Regions from separate parts of the Anser cygnoides genome. Here region 2 is linked to region 1. Evidence: chromatin contacts called from public Hi-C data. All regions are on one chromosome and are shown on one strand. Each heading gives the region's core, a stretch centred on a gene start, on an enhancer-like site or on the middle of the called end of the contact. The rest is flanking DNA. Distances are from core to core; before and after follow the strand shown.

The links. A called contact is a pair of places that touch in the nucleus more often than the background predicts.
Region 2: a Hi-C map of granulosa cells shows a contact between it and region 1, with 1.6 times the contacts expected there. The contact joins the enhancer-like site here to the promoter of ATP1B1 in region 1. A contact is called at or near these places in 3 of 7 Hi-C or Micro-C datasets (granulosa cells and liver).

What each region holds. Positions count from the first base shown.
Region 1 is chr1:96,045,664-96,051,231 of Taihu_goose_T2T_genome, reverse strand. ATP1B1 (ATPase Na+/K+ transporting subunit beta 1) reads right to left here and starts at 1,353. Exons shown (of 6, transcript XM_066990399.1): 1 at 1,145-1,353. The coding sequence starts at 1,244. LOC136789688 (a long non-coding RNA gene) reads right to left here. Exons shown (of 18, transcript XR_010828602.1): 18 at 5,093-5,234.
Region 2 is chr1:96,139,568-96,145,355 of Taihu_goose_T2T_genome, reverse strand. It overlaps NME7 (NME/NM23 family member 7), which reads left to right. Exons shown (of 12, transcript XM_048058193.2): 2 at 4,081-4,188. Among named protein-coding and RNA genes, the nearest start is that of BLZF1, 18 kb to the left of the region's middle. Within about 2 kb of position 3,420, at least 2 of the 3 cell types and tissues checked have open chromatin away from gene starts, as enhancers often do.

The sequences.
Region 1 (5,568 bases), core at 104-2,603:
GGGGAGGCAGCCATGGCTGGTGAGCAGAGCTCGGTGCGATATCGTGGTGCTCCAGGAGTTAAAAGCACTCTTTGGTATCCAAGCAGCGTAAAGCAACTGGTCGTGACGTCAGAAACATTTGGAAATTTTTTCCAGAGCACGGTCATAGGAGGTGCTGTTGTAACAAACCAAACACCAATGCTGTTGTCTGCAGCGTAACGCCTTTTGAGTTTTTGTAACATCAAAAGGCCAACACTGGGAGGTAGCTTATTTAATCAGTTTCCCAGCCAGGATGCTCTTAACACCAAAGACACCTTAAAGGTCACGGTTTCAGAAAAAACACACGCAACCGAGCACAACGGGGTTGCGCAACAGAGCTTCCCGCAACAGGTAGGCTTATAACGGAGAAATCGGATCGCCAGCCTGCAGGTTGACATCGGTCCTAGACGGATGGGCACGGGAAGGAGGACTCGGTCTGGCTCCGCGTCGGAAGCGCTGCGCAGCCGCCCGGTGCCTCGGGAGCAGCAGACACCTACCGGTGCGCGCCCGCAACCCGATTCAGCTCACGTACGGGTACGGCAGGAGCCCGCTGCGGTCCACCAGGGCCAAGGCTGTCGCCTCCAGCGGATCCGTTACACCAGGAGCCGGGCTCAGCATCGCGGGGTGGCAGCCCGGCCGCGGCTGGCAGCAGCTGGAAGGCCGTCCGGGTGCGCGCAGACAACGCCGAGCGCCCCCCGGGCGCCGAGGGCTGCCTGCAGGGCGCCCCAACCGACAGCGGGGTGCGCGAGCATCGCCGCCCGCACGGCCGCCTCCCTGCCGGGGAGGCACCGCAGGACCCGGGAGCTCTCTCGGCGAGGCACAGCCACCTCGGATCGCCGCGGAGCGGGGGGAAGGGGCGGCGGGGGAGCGGCACCCGCGGTGCGGAGGGAGCCGGGGAGGCAGCGCCAAGGACGAGGCGCCCTCCCAAGGTCGGCCCCGCCGCGGGCTCCATCCCGGGCCCGGCCCCACCTGCCCGGCAGCCGCGGCCCGGGGAGGGGGCTCGGGGGGCCCCGGGGACCCCCCCCTTTCCCCCCGCCCCCCCTCCGGTGCCGGTGCCCGGCCGCAGGGGGGTGAGGCGCGGCGGTGCGCGCTGCGGAGCCCCCCCGCCGCCCGTCCCCGCACTCACACCAGCTGCCCCCGGTGCGGCCCAGCAGCTCCTTCTTCTCCGAGTTCCAGATGAACTTCTTCCAGTTGCCGTCGCCGTCCTTGGCCTTCCCGCGGGCCATGGCGAGCGAGCGGGGGGCGGCGGGGGGGCGCTGAGGGCTCGGACGGGCTCCGCGGCACCGGGACGGGCTTCGGGGAGGGGGCTTTTAGGGGGGGGGGAGGAAGGGGGCGCTCCAGAGGGGGGGGAGGGGGGCTCCGGTGTGTGGCGGAGGCGCGGAGCTGAGGGGGGAAGCAGCGGAGCCCACCGGGCACGGAGCAGCCGCGCTCGCCGCCCGCCGCACCCCTTCATATAGGGCGCGGGCCCCGCCCGCTGGGCGCCGCAGCCACTGGGAGGCGGCGGGGGGCGGGCAGGGGACGGGGCGGGCGCCGCGCGGGCACGTGTGCGCGCGCAGGTGTGCGGCCGCGGGCGTGCGCGCGCGGGGCGGCGGCGGGGGCAGCCGTGCGCCTTCCTCCCCCCCCCCCCCCCCCCTCCTCCTCCTCCTCCTCCTCCTCCTCCTCCTCCTCTTCTTCCTCCCCGTCCCCGTCCCCGTCCCGCCCGGCCCCGCCGCGCCCCGCCGGGCTCACGTGTACGGCGCCTGCCGAGCGCTGAACGCGAAAGCGGCGCCGCGCGGCACCTGCCGGGATGTTGTTGTTGGTTTTTTTTTCTTAATTTATTTTTTAAATTTTTTTTTTTTTTTGAGGGCGCAGCCGCCCTCGCAAGGTGACCTTCAGGGAGGTGCACGCACGCCGCCGGCGGCCCGATGGGGGGGGGCTGCGGCACCCTGTGGGGGTCCCGGTGCTGCCCCGGCCCCCCAGCGCTGGGCGGCAGCCTGCGGGGGGACCCCGGGAAGGGAAAAGGGGCTCTGGTGGGGCCCTGGGACCCGCATTCGTGATGGAAGTTCACCGACGTGCCCCGGTCCCACAGTGTCACGACAGGACCGAGTCACACGTGAACCTCGGCTGCACGCTGCCGTACCCTACTGGGATTTATTTAATACTGAACTTCCTCCTGGTCACGATACGGCGCTCCGGGTATTTTCCTGCCTTTAAGCTACAGGCTTGCTCTGCCAGCCTTAACTCCAGACTGTTTTGTTGTTTTGGGAGGCTAGACAAACGCATGCCAGCCACCCCGCTGTCCCCAGGGGAACAGCCCCAACGTGGCGCCCATCTCCAGGCACCCCACGGCCACCGCCCACAGCCAGCCCCTGAAGCAACCTGCACAGGCCTGATTTTTTTGGGCCTTGGTCTGCCTGGGCAGGGTACCTCGAGGTGTTTGCACCCTGCAAAGCTGAGCACCGCCTCCCCAGGCCTAGGCACGCCGCCGGACTCCTCAAAGCCTCGTGGGGTTAGGAGGAGGAGTGTCACACCGGAGTCAGTGCATCTGGGGGCAGTGTTTGCTGAACGCTCTGCGGTACATTACGTGTGATCAGAGGGAGCCAGCCAGGTGTGCCCCAGGGATTTCCATCCTGGGTTTGGGGAATCGGCCCTCAACGGCATTTGTGCAATGGAAAATGGCTGATCAAACGGCTGAGGACAAATGGCGTCTCTCTTCTCCATGGTGTCTGGTCAGAGCTGGTCTTTAAAGAGACCTGCTGATGGTGGGCGATAATGAGAGCAAACACAGACAGCAGTATCTGATACCCAAGTGAACATCATCTGCGGTGTAGGGAGGATGTATCAGTTACAAGTTAAGAAGGCTGTGATTACAATCAGGCCAATAAATAGATGAGCACCGCAGGAGGAACAAGCGCTCACTTTTAACACCCAGCGCCATTGCTGCTGTAGACAATGAGGCTGTGTCTCAGCCACTGGGCCACCAGGCCTGCCTGGTCACTTGGGAGCCAAACCTGCTCTCTTCTGATGCCCTGGGTGCTGTTTTTGCCTCGACCCCCTACCCTATGAAAACAGCATGTTGGGAATCGTGTGCAGGTGCGCGGTGTGGTCACCCAAACACAAAGCCCGCGCTTTAGTCTACCTCATGGATGCTGTGTCTGGCTTTACCCTCAAGTCAGGACCCGTCTCATCCAGTCTGCTGAGTAAAACCCCTCACAAGCTGATTCAGGGCAGGTGGAACAGCAGCAGTTAACTCAGCCTGCCCTCTGTGCAGGCAATGGGGTCACCCAAAATGAAACTGGCATCAGATATTTGAGCAGGTTCATGGCGATGTCCAAATCAGAGAAGAGAATGGGACTGCACGCTCTCCCACAGTGTTATTTCCTAAGGCCACAGAAAGTGAGTTTGGAGAAAGCAACTAGAATGAATGATCTGTAAAACCTGAGCAGTCGTATCACGATTACAGACTAAATGGCTACCCAGAAACACGATCTTCCTCTGAGCGTGTTCTCACTCTCGCTATGGGAGCTGGTGGTGCCTGTGGAAGCCAAGCTGCAGGAGCTCCTGGCTTCATCGCTGTTTGTTTAAGGATCACCAGGAAACTCTCTCCTCTTCCCGCAAATGTCTCTATTACTGTACAAATACACAGATAAGTTGGGTTGGCAGTGCCAGTGGTACCAAATCCCCGTAACTGCGCAGGCTGGGGCATGCAGGATCTGGAATGGGCAAAAGGCACTTCACAAGGTTTGCAGAGCACTTCTGCAAACCCTTTTATGCATCCGCAGTCCCATGGATGCTCAGGACATGCACTTTGCTTAATGTTGGCAAATTGTCCTCTCAGAATCAGCAGAACTAATAGGCAATGGGGTGCCATATTTTATTCAAATTCACCATTTGTTCGGCTGCTCAGATATCAATCAGGCCGTCTCTAAGGCCACCACTATATGATCTGATTTTTTAAGGTGATAAGAGCCTAAGGCAACTTTCGAAACTGCCAAGAACAAAATGTGCAAAGATATCCGTGTTCAGATTAACTGCAGGAGGAAGGACAGGGCTGGGGAAAGCTGTGCACCGGCACCAAGGAAAGAACAACATGTGAATGGACTTTGTTAGGGGGTTATCTCACCGCCCTTAGGAGCTGGTGCATGAGGAGCTCTCTGGTTTTCTCCAGTGGGTTTGGGCACAGCCATCTAATGACGAGATCCCAGCTTCCTTTGGGTCTCCTGCTTTACAGCAGACCCAAAGAAAGCACCTCAGGCAGGCAGAGGTGTCTCACTGCAGTGCAGGAGGAGAGCAGACAATTACTTTTGATGCAGCAGCAAGAGAGAAGAGCACAATGTAGAGCAAAGCCAAGCCATGATTTATCCACCTTGGTGACTTGGGAAATGAGACTGTGCAGCTGATGGTGACCAGCAGAAAATTTGGGTAATGTGTGATCTAGAAACATCTCTGAAGGCAGCTGCGGACTATGCTGTGACATGCAGTGGAGGAAGGGGAGAGGCATGCTGTGGGGAGGGACTCTCACCGGCTGCAGGACCGAGTGCTAATTATAAGATGACAGAAGTGTGCAAAATGGCCTTAAGTAGTTGCTATTCGTGGGCTGCCGCTGCAAACAAACGGGGCTGGGCCTCCTCGGGCTGGCATGCCCGGGAGCTGGAAAAGGGCAGCTGCTCAAGAGCTTGGCACCAAGCCTGCATCACACACAACAGGTGAGAGGGGGCGAGGAACAAAACTGGTGGCTAGAGCTGCTGCAGCCCTGCAGCACAAGGCCTGTCCTCTGTCGCAGACGAAAAGTAAGAGGCTGCGTGGCACACAGGCATTTTACACCCCTCTGGGAGCTGCAAGGGGCCTTGAAGGGGACAGGAGCAACCCTCAGTGTCCCCGCAAGGGGAATGCCAGCATGTGGTCCCGTCACAGCTTCCCAGTCCCACAGGGCACTCTGCCTGAGGCCTGCCCTCTGATTTTCTGCTTTGGAGGTTCAGGGGAAACCCAGGAGCTGCTGTACGTTACATCATCTCAAGTGGGGTCTGTAGCGTCCCAAAACACGGTATGGCAAAAATAGCTTTCCAGTCTTCTTCCTTCTCCTCCTTGTCCCGCACAGATACGGGGTCAGAAGAGATTAGGCTTATAGACATATGTGGCTGGTCCTCTGAGCGTGACAAGTGCATTTGAACGGATTTATCACATGGAGCTATGCAAGCTGAGGTAACTAAGTTCAAAACATTGTGAACTGGTAAGCCCTGGGAAAATAAATATATACAGAATATAAATATATAACTATATATATATGTAAATAAATATATATGGAACTGACCTCCAAAATCCAGCCATGGGGCCAGTGTTCTTTTCTCTAATACAAGCTTGATGGTTGTATGACATCACTTGTGGGGGTGCCTGCACAGCTCACCCTTGGCAAAATGACATGGACAACAGCTGCTAAGATTGAAAAGTCAGTGTAAACATCATGCATGAATGGGAAACCCAAAACTCTCTGAGGAAGCATTTACCCCAAACTGATCTTGCTGCAGGGGGAAACAACCATCAGACCTCAACTGATCATGCTAAAGAGGACAA
Region 2 (5,788 bases), core at 2,171-4,670, 92 kb before region 1:
TTTTTTTTTTATTCAGCTGTACTTCAATAAATGTTTCTCATGTGCACAGAGCCATAGAATACATACTCCTACTGCATATTCACACATAGAAGTATAAACAAAAAGCCTAAGCTAGCAAAACCTACACATATATCCAAATGTTTTTCCCTGCAGCTTGTGAAAGAAGGAATAAAGAGAAAGATTATTCTTTTTGTCTTCGCAGTAGGTGAACTGAGATCACTGATTTCAGTGGCCCTGGATTTTACCGTAGAAAGGGCTGCAAAAACTGAACTAAAGACAGCAACTCTGAAACGATCAGTATGTGAATATAAAGCAGACAGTCACTGCTGGGTTTTCTAATGCTGGTAATTTTTCCACTGATGTGAAAGCGTAAGGAAAAATATTTCTGTCTCAGTAGGTATTGCTTGGTTAATAGTGTGGTCGTGATCGAAGAGGCTGTGTGTAATTGTGATGAGGGTGCAGATACAGAAAGGAATGGAAACTAATGTTTTAAAGGGAGAATTTTTTGAGTTATAAGGTATTCATAGTTTGACTTGATTTGTTACTATTTGAGCTGTTCACGGTGACACGATTTCACTGGTCCCTAACGGTGTCAGCCATTTCCCCTCTTCGGTTGAGGGCTGTGAAGGATGTGGTGTTGGTCCAGAGCGGGGTGGTGCACTGAGCACGACGCCACCTGGCAGATCCCGGCTGGTCTCTGATCACCCCGTTCTGGACATGTGTTTTCTCTGTGAGTTGCCTTTCTTAGGAGGAGGAGAAGAAGGCAAGGAGCAGCCACAGCATGTTTCCCATAGTACCTTCCCCTCATTGAGACTCCCTTCCACGTGGCAGCCTGGGACACGCTCGTGGAAGAGTGTGTAGGAAAGTTGTCTGCCGAAGCAGTTATGGTGATTGTGCACTTTAATGGAAGATGAAAGTAAATATTTGTAAAAGATAATTTCAGGGTTGTGAAAGCTTTATATTCTATTGCAGTCCTTACTGTATGTGATGGGAAGTGGACAGATGTTTGTGTTTGGTATTTGTCTTTGCATTAAGTAACTAAACAAAAGTCTCACTTCTCATTTAAAAAGATTTATTAAGAGCTTAGTATGTAGTCAATTTTTAAAACATATGATTTGAAATCGGTTGATGTTTTTGATGAGTTGGAGTGTCAGTTTTACAGTGATGCCTGGGAAAGGCTCATCTGAATATGTTTGCATTATTCCATTTTGTGATTGCATTCTGGATTGCATTCTGTCAGTTCTAAGGCTATCTGTATGAATCTGCAATAGTAAAATTGCAGTCCTCTTGTGTTTTACATTGTACTTGCTTGGCAGAGTCCGCAGGTTGCTTTTAATATTGAATTTCTTCACATTGAGGTATGGAACAATCTACCTGATCACAAATGTAATCTGTTTCCAGTTATTTTTCTAATGTTTTCCTTAAGCTTGTAAGCTTTCTTCTGATACTGTTCTCTGCATTTAAAAATGACTTATTGTGGTATTTTTATGTCTATAAAGCAGAGAAAATTCTAGTTATGGCCCAGCTTTACAGATTTAATTTTGATCATTTTAGAAAACTGTTAGCTCTGTGTGTTTTCCAGGTATAAAATAATAACCAGTTCCAATTTTCCTGCTAACTGATTCCATTACTGGGCATTTGGGGGTTAGCTCAGCAGTGCTTTCCAAGCCTAAGTAGCCTTTATTACCTTGGGTTTGCTTGCCATCCTGAAAGAAGATAATACAGAGTGGTCATTTTGGCCATTCAGCTAAATAAAAAGCAGTGGCCAGCAGAGCGTGCTAAATAGCAAATGTGAATAGCTCAGACATTGAGTAAGATCTCAGAAAATGAATTTTGAATGCATCTTAAAACCAAGGATATGTTAAAAGAAAAAAAAAAAAAAGCAGGCCAATTCCTCAACAGACAAGACACAATGCAGTTCTTCACTGTAAATGCGAAGATACTGGTGACTAAATGAAAAATCTAAAGGCGTTTCCTTTGCTTGTTCATGTAAACGTGTTACTTGCCTGAGACAAGTAAATATTTGGATGTTTCCGAAGTTTTACATAAATGAAAATTAGTAGATTCTCTGTCAACTGCTACCTAGCAAACATGTTTGAAAGTGATGCTATAATATAAAATTGGTAATGTAAATACAATTGTATCTGTCTTGGTGTTATGAGGAGTGCATCTTCATTTATTTCATATGTCACTAATCCTCGTCTGGAGGTAGTACTTGAGAAACAAGGACATCATTTCTTTTCAGACAACCTCTGTGTAGACAGCTGCTTCAAAGTGGTTCTGTGTAACATGCATCCTTGATCAGATGGTGGTCAAATACATCAGTCAAATGCTTTGTCTCATCTTCCAGCAGTAGGAGTGTATTTAAGATCAAGGGCAAAATTTGTCATTTATTATAATCTGTCAGCCCTCCTTGTTGTTCATTGCCAGTGACATGCCTATATGGAAAAACTAAGGTGTGAGTTTTCACGTAGGAAGGTGTTTGTTCTGGCTTACGTATGTCTGGAACGACAGTGGTAGCAGTGAAGACATGAGCATGACTAGCGTATATAAGGGCCTGAAACTAGGCTAAGTCCTCAGGGAGTTTTTGTGCAGGATGCTGCACCTAAACCATATGTTTAAATAATGTCAAAGGCTGTAGTGTGTAGTGTAGAGATAAGACTGTGCTGCTCCCACTGTGCAAGTCTCCCTGTGTTACAATCATGTCTTTATTTTGCAGTGGAGGGCACCTAAAGGGCTGACAGTAGGGTGGGGAACTTGCCTCAACGCCTTTAACTGACCAGGCATATGTATTCGTCGCACTGTGAAATTCTGAAATTGTTCTTTTTTATCTCATTCTTACCCATCGGTGCTTCTGTTAAGTCTTTAACCTGCAAAAGCTCTTATGTCAGTTTTAAGCTGAAGATGTTGAAAGAAAAGCTGCACTGACAACAAAAGGAAGATCACGGATTTGTTTGGCTTAATGTCTGTAGGCTTCCACTCACCACAAAAGTGATTACGATTCTTTACCTTCTGATGTTCCGGAGCAGTCATTGAAGCCCGTGGGAACTCCTTCTGTCTGGTTGCTTAGTGGGCTGTCTTTGAAACAACTGAAATACTGCTGTTTTCTAATATCTGAAGGACAAAAAAAGCCTACTTGGCTGCAACTTCAACTCCCAGTTGTACCTAAATGTTTAAAATAAGAGAGTACAGGTACTTCTAAAGAGTGGAAGCCTGTGATGAGACCACGCTTGCCCTCAGGAGTAGCAATCAGATTTAGCAAGGCTATGGAAAATAAAAACGTAGAGCTCCATCTAGCAGCTATCAAATAACTGGTATTGTAGGACCAACAGCTACCAAACACACACCACTAAGAGGTGCTGGAGCTGCACGTCCACATGCACTGCATCGCCTTTGTGCTTGCTTCCCTGAAGGATGAGTGGAGACAAGCTAAGCATGTATCTACAGTTTCATAATTATTGCAGTCTACCTTTCAAGTCACACTCCGTAATGGCAGAAAATGAGGTGTAAATGAGATCAGGTTGCTCGTGCTTTATGTAAATTTCAGGCAGTTAAGTAGTGAATTGAACTAATGTCCTTTGCTCAAATATGTTTATCTCAGCATTAACAGAAGTTCAGATATCACTGGTCAGGAAGAAGAAAGTGTTTTGCTGTAACTCGTGTGGGAAACGTTAAAATTCAGTATTTTCATTGTGAGCAAACACCCTTTTTTAACATACCAAAGTAAGTCAGATACCTGGCTCAATTTTGCAAAATTAAGAAGTCTAACAAGAACTGCTACAATAATTCAGATTTAATGGGTGATGAAATCAGAATAAGATTTGAGATTGCCTGGAAAAGTGCCATATTGTTTTTATCATACTTAAAAGATGAGAGCTGACAAGTGAAAAGATGTCACCAGCTGTGTTAAGCAGATGAAGATGTGCAGGCTGTGCATTTACTAATGATTTTTTTGACTTTTCTGATAGCAAGGAAGTTTATTATTTATTATTATTATTACTACTACTATTACTGTTATTACTATTTGTATATTTAAAAACATGTATGGTTGCTCTGATAGCCCTTCCTTTTTTGTTTCAGAGTCAAGATGATAGATATGCTTTCACTGCTGAATGGTATGACCCAAATGCTTCACTCTTTCGGCGTTATGAGCTTCTCTATTATCCAAAGGATGGATCAGTTGAAATGGTAAGAATAAAAGAAAAAATCCTGTTATTATAAGTACAACATCCAGTTAAACAGTTTGAAAAATGGAAGGCCACTATCTGTGCCAATTAATTTTCCAGGTAATGAAAATGTAATTTAAGATGTACCTTGCTTTGTTTCTAAAACTAAACAAAAAGCAAAAATACTAGGTCACAGTGGAGCATGTGGAAAAGCTTCCATGTTAATGATTTTTATCTTAAATCTTATTTTGGCATGGAGAGATTCATTTTCACAAATCTGTTTTCATTCAATCTCTACTTGGGTTTTAGTATTGGAACTGATCAGTGCTAACCTACTGCATGAGAAACACAAATTGAAGCTAATTCCAAGCAGGGAAATAAGCTTCAACTGAAATTCCAGAAGTCTCTTAAGAGTAAAGTGTAAAAAAAAAAAAAAAATTATCAAAGTAGAGGAAATGGTAAACTACTCTTAATTTGGTTTTAAAGCAAGGAAGGATGTTTCAGACAGTGGGATCCAAATTTTTCCATCAGTGGTGCTTTTTGACTTATGGTTCATACAACTACTCCCCTCTGTTTATTAATAGGTTAAAACAAGCATGTTGCAGAAGCAGGCACATATATAGAAATGAAGTATGGATAGTACAGATAATCCTAGTGAAACAGCCAATTCTTTGTGCTCCCCTTTAGGAATGGGTGAATGGTTTTGACTAGTCTTTTCTAATTTTTAATGGAGAACTGAAGGTCTGGGAGTAGACTAGGTTTGGATATTCACACTTCTTAATTTCATTATGAAATTTTAGTTTTCCTGCTGTAAGTATCAAATGCAGAGATCAGAAATAAGAAAACTAGCAAAATGTGCCTTTTCTTACCCAAACAATTGCTTACTGAAACCATGGTACCCATCAGTGTGAGGGGATGCACTTTGCACTTTTTACTGATAGTCTCTTTAAACAAACTCTACCATGATGTTGTCCCTTTTAAGTTAGTTATTTGTATGATGTCTGTGTGCACAGCTGTCAAAATGTGAGGATTTTTTTTTTCCAGAGACAGTTTAGCTAATCAGTCAGGAGCCGTAATAATCTTCCTACACAACCATGTGTAGGCTGACAAAATTGTTGTTCATTTCACCTAGATGTCTCAAAACCAAGAGCTTTCAAGGTGTTCTTGAGCTGTCTTAACACTTTCTGCATCAAACATTTATGACTTGGTAGACTAGCATTTTGCTGCTGTGCTCCCATTTTAAGATAGTGCTGTGTGTTCACAGTCATGAGTCTACACGGACTGTGTATGATCAAGACAACCATTAAAAAAGCAAAAATGCTTGTAACACCTCTATAGAAAGGATTTCTTAAAATCAGTTTTGGGGTGAGTTTGTGGACAGTGAATAAATTTAGGATTGCCTTCTGGATCTTTTTTTTTTCAGTTTCTCTGAAAATCGGTGATTCTTTCTTCATTACTGCCAAATTCTTCTGCATCTTTTGGTGTCTTCCCAAGAGATGATGGCTGCCCACCCTTACCTCTAACATGCTTTAGGAGAAGGGAGGTAATGGATGTGAGCCTGCTTCTCCCTGCTTAAGGGAGAGATTGATAGAGAGATCACCTTTCCTACTGTTGCAGTGATA